2 separate regions of the Danio rerio genome follow, and region 1 is linked to region 2. A link is a contact called in public HiCAR-type data. All regions are on one chromosome and are shown on one strand. Each heading gives the region's core, a stretch centred on a gene start, on an enhancer-like site or on the middle of the called end of the contact. The rest is flanking DNA. Distances are from core to core; before and after follow the strand shown. Region 1 holds the start of syt6a (synaptotagmin VIa). Region 2 overlaps syt6a (synaptotagmin VIa).

The links. HiCAR-type assays count read pairs that join an accessible place to other places.
Region 1: a contact with region 2 is called in a HiCAR-type map of caudal fin, with 6 times the contacts expected there. The contact joins the promoter of syt6a here to the enhancer-like site in region 2. A contact is called at or near these places in 6 of 18 Hi-C or Micro-C datasets (caudal fin, embryo, hematopoietic stem cells and 1 more) and 1 of 4 datasets of contacts at active chromatin or transcription factors (caudal fin).

What each region holds. Positions count from the first base shown.
Region 1 is chr23:27,867,687-27,870,386 of GRCz12tu, forward strand. syt6a (synaptotagmin VIa) reads right to left here and starts at 1,392. Exons shown (of 10, transcript XM_073939012.1): 1 at 1,267-1,392. klhl21 (kelch-like family member 21) reads left to right here and starts at 1,451. Exons shown (of 6, transcript NM_001320407.1): 1 at 1,451-1,561; 2 at 1,638-1,686.
Region 2 is chr23:27,744,311-27,747,111 of GRCz12tu, forward strand. syt6a (synaptotagmin VIa) reads right to left here. Exons shown (of 10, transcript XM_073939012.1): 10 at 1-1,323. The coding sequence ends at 1,252. Among named protein-coding and RNA genes, the nearest start is that of olfml3a, 14 kb to the left of the region's middle. Within about 2 kb of position 1,256, at least 5 of the 62 cell types and tissues checked have an H3K27ac peak or open chromatin away from gene starts, as enhancers often do.

The DNA.
Region 1 (2,700 bases), core at 142-2,641, 120 kb after region 2:
TGAAAATACAAATTATTATTAGGGTGGCCACTATGCCATTATTTATAAATGTAAGAAAGATGATTGGATGAAAATATTGTTGAGTGCCAATAGTTAAACCTGACTTTTGCGCCCACACATTTTCTGGAACAGGATCCAGCAAGATCTGGCTCAAATTAAGCACTGGGTGTCACATGAAATACAAATATTCGGTAACACTTTACAATATGGTTCATTAGTTAATGCATTTACTAACATGAACTAATCGTGAACAACACATGTACAGCATTTATTAATCATAATTGAACATTTACTAATGCATTATTAACATCCAAGTCCATGCTTGTTAACATTAGTTAATGCACCATGAGTCAACATGAACTAACAATGAACTACTGTATTTTCATTAACTAACTTTAACTAACATGAACAAATACAGTAGTAAATGTATTGTTCATTGTTTGTTCACGTTAGTAAATGCATTAATTAACATTAACTATTGAACCTTATTGTAAAGTGTGACCAAATATTCACATGAATGTGTTCCAAAACCCCATTTCCTGAGTATTTAATATGTGATTTACTTGTGACTTTAACATATAACGCTTATGTGATGCACTTGAGTTTTTTTTCTGTAAAGACGAGAAATAAATTAACATAAAAAGTCCTCAATGTATCTATTTATTGTGTTTATGTTCATTTCTTTACATATAGGCTGACTGTGCTATAAACTGTCCATGCAAAAAATATAAGTAGGATTTATCCTATTGTCTTCATATAATATATCTTAACTAATCCCAAAGAGGGATTTGTCAGGTCTTATTATTTTTACTATTATTTAAAAGTGGAAAAACCAAAAAGAGAGATTATTTAACATTTTAAGCAAGTCACGGTTATTATGCAACATAAAATATTTCTTTTCTGAAAATGAAACGCATTAAAATAGTGCAGCTGTTTTTACAAAAAGCGTAAAACTAACATTTTGTGAAAACTGGCTAATGAAAGTCAACCTACAGTAGGCCTAATCTTACCTTTTTGAAGTAGGTTATGGGAGTTAAATAAAAACATGTAACCTACATGATAAATATAAGTTTTAGAAACTGAAAATAGGGAGAATATAAGTTAACCATTGGGAAAGAAGACAATGAGCAACCGCACTTTTCATTCAAACCCTCATTTAAAGTCCTCCTCACAACCTGGTCTTCATTGTTTGGCGATTTTTTATCTTCAATGCTTTCGTCATGATATTTTCAAAAGAAATTTGACAGTTTTACTACATAAACATACCCGTATTATGTAGAAAGTGAAGTGAAAATCTCATCATAATGGTGAAGTATTTGACGACAAGCGTGCGCACGCCATACAGTTCAACAGTTTGGACAGTCCAACTTGAGATCACGTCACCATGTAACTGGTGTACAAGTGTCCAATGAGGGTCTCTTATGATGCGGAGTCATGGCGCTGACATGAGCGAGCCCAAAACCGACATGCTAGCAAATTTAAACCATACATACACAAATTAATCCAATCTGCCGAACTATCCGAGGCGAATATTAACAGAAACAGTCAACGGCTGGCTTCGGTAAGTAGAAAAGCGTACGAAACAGCTTATGTATAAAGGTAAAATGTGACGCTTCTCGTGTTGTTTTTCTCAACAGGCAGGCAGACAGGCAACAGACGGTCATTGTGTCGGGAAAGCGATTTCACGTATGTTTATGTTATGAATACTGACGCTGGATTTTTCTTCAAAGTCTTTTGATTACTTAACGTTACTGGTTTGGAAATTGCAATAGAAGCTGTTTCGTTGATGCCTCGTTAGTATATAGTTGGAGTAGGTGAAGATGAGCAATGCATGACATTATCGGTCAAATCTTAAAATAGACTGTAATTTGAAGGTCTTTTAGACTATAACAAAAACAGGTGTGACAAAAGGTTGAAACTAGCTTTAACCCCAGCGTGTAAAGACTAACTTTTATAGGCATCTATAATGGCTACACTAACGTCATCGGTCAAAATTGCAATAACATTTTAAAATATTACACTTTTATTTAGATTTTATATTAACTGTTGTAATGTATTTTAAAACGTAATTAACTAATGTGATTTAAATCAATACATCAATACTGTCCTTACCATCCTTCTGAAATCACATATAGATAAATACACATTTTATTTAATATATATATATATATATATATATATATATATATATATATATATATATATATATATATATATATATATATATATATATATTATTATTATTATCATTGTGCTGCCTCATATTTTGATGCAAAACTATCAGTACAAAAATATTAATACAAAATATTTTGTTATCATCAGTGGCACAATAAATTGATCAAAAGGTACAGTAAAATTATTTGTTACAAAATATTTTATTTCATATGTATATATGTATACACACACACACACACCTTTTACATAGACACACACATAGACCATTTTGAGGGATGTAAACAGTAACGGGGGTCCAAATCTATTTCCTGTTTTACATTTTTCATTTCCATATTCCAAGAATCCTGAAAGGTCTACATATTGATAAATAATGTTAGGATATGATTCAATTGCCTCTTGTTACAGTTATTAAAATTGTTTGACAACAAGCAGGAATAGTCATGGGCTAGTGACATCACCACATTGAAATGGTCTAATTCACAATATAAGAGGTTTTATTTGAGGTGAGAAGAGACTTTTTTTTCT
Region 2 (2,801 bases), core at 6-2,505:
TATATTTTCCATGCTTTACAGTACTGCTGGATCCAGACTGTACCATTTGCCTACTTTTATCCTACACATAACCATTACGGTGTATTTTTTTATCATTAAATAAAACAAAACAAATGTGTGATTCTGAAGACGAATGTTAGTTAATTACCTCTAAATCTATATTTATTGTAATATCAACCCTGATCTTATACAGTACACAATATGAAGCATACATTATATATGCAAGACATTTTCCAAGACAACAGGTCAAATATGGTAAACCTTGACAGTTTGATACGCAATAAAATGACATGTCAAAAGATGGAGATGTCAGCGGGTACTTGAAGCAGCGGGATAGCTTCAAACAGGAACTGAATTGCTATTAACAGCAGAGCTACTAAGAAGCAGAAACACATCTGCACCTCTTTAAATGCCATTACACCAGTGAAAAAAAAAAACATAAATCAAGACGCATTTCTATGAATACTTCAGCACTTTTATCCTTAAATGCTCACTTTTGTACTCTAGTTTGAATATTAACGCAAATATATTCAGCTACATGTGGAGCGTCGAACTGAACTTTCTTCACATGTAAACCGTCTTTCTTTTGGCAAGAAATAAATAGATAGGAAAAAGTTTGTTGTGCTCTGATCCTTTTAGAGAGTCTCTTTTCACACATAACATTTACACGACATCTATAAACTGATAAATATATGAATATTCTTCATAAAACGTTTACCTCCACACAGGTTTCACACGAGGATTCCACAAAGAAAACGTTTTGTTGGTAGTACACAGCACAAGACCCATCCATTTTCCTCTTTTCTCCTACAAAACATCAAGCTTTTACATGCCAGTCCTCATTTTTAGAATTTCCAGCAGTTCTAAAGTTTTAAGATCTTGCAACATTGTGTGGAAACTCTCGTCTCCACACTTTCAGTACGCAGCATCAGATTTCAAACGCTTGAGGAAAATTCATATGGAAAGAAACATCTCCGCTGACGATATCAAGCTATTCTAGGTACACAACGTTGCCATTGTAGGTGCAGAGGTTTGTACGAAACCTCTGATTATCGACTGAGAGCAGCTTGAACGTGAGGAACATCGGTGGGGCAAAGACAGCCAGGTCTGGTCTTAGATCAGTGTTTGGGAACCATCTAAAACAACCCATATATGGGGAGGTGGAAATAGCTCTCGCTTTCATCGGACGGACAGACGGACGGACAACTGCGAGGATGCCGAGCCTGGAGTTTATTTAACATATGGCTCTGATCAAGGGCTGGCAGGAGGTTTGGGGGAAGGACAAGACCCCTGACTGTCAAAACTAGCTGTTCTGGCTTTCCACTGCAAGAGAAGACACATGGAAAACACAACAGTCATTACAGTGTTAGAGAAACAAGCAGAAGAGACGCATTATGTAGACTGCCCTTATTGCTCAGAAGAGACCGATTGCCTGAAACCGATGTATCTAAAGTTACATTATAAACTGAATGTAAAACATGTACAGATAATTATAGTTTTTATATATGAAGACAAGATTAATAGCCCTCCTGTGGAATTCAGTTTGTGAAGTGTTATTAAACAGAGCAAGGAATTCTTTTACAGTATTTTTCTCCTGGAGAAAGTCTTAGTTCTTTTAATTTGGCTGGGATAAAATCAAATTAAACACTGCTAAGGTCAATATTACAAGACCCTTAAAGGGCACCTATAATGCAAAATCAACTCTTGGATGCTATTAGATAGGAAAGTGTGTCCACAGTCATATCAGATCAAAATTCAGATTTTCAGAAATGTATAATAAATAATCTGATTTATTTTGAGCTAAAACTTTACAGACACATTCTGGAGACACCAAAGACTTATCTAAAATCTTGAAAAAGTGGTAAAATAGGTGACCTCGAATATATCATTTTTAATTGGATGCTAAATAAACCACTGTTGTCCAATGACTTGCCTAATTAACCCAGCTTGCCTAGTTAGGCCCTTAAATAACACTTTAAGCTGAATACTACTTGTGCAAAATAACTAGTAGAATATTATATAGTGCCGTCATGGCAAATAAAATATTTATTAGAAATATGTCATTCAAACTATTATGTATCAAAATGTATATATATATATATATATATATATATATATATATATATATATATATATATATATATATATATATATATATATATAAATCTTTCTGCTAAACAGGGCTAAGGAAATATTTGAAAAGACTAAATAATTCACAGGAGGGCAAATTTTTTTTAATTCAGTATATATCCCTTACTCAAGCAAACTGCATACATGAGGCTTTAAAAGTTTGCATTTTGTGTTCAACAGAACTAATATGTAGTATGTCCATCAACATTAATAATTGTTCTTATAATAATCAACAATAACGGTACCAACAATGTTGATATAATTTACTGACAAACATTTTCTAGATTTCTTAATAAAGTAATTTAAATTGTTCACTTTATGTACTTGAAATAAAAGTGCATAAGGTAATAATAAAAGCCCTTGCAAAGGTAAAAAAAAAAAAAGAAAAAGCCCCTTGAAATCAATACCTTGCGCAAACAATGCCCCTTAATGAAAAAGTTCATTTCTGACCCGAGTACACACCATCATTTAAGGTCAAGGCCATTTTATTTATAGAGGGGATTAGAAACAGCCACACGACTATGAAGTGTTGAATACATATATCAGCGTAGTCAGCCACAATTTACCAGGGAATAATGCCATAAATAAAAGACAATTGTCGAAAAATGTTGAATAGAAATACAACATTGAGCACAATAAAAGTCATCATCATTATTTTAATGCATTTGTTC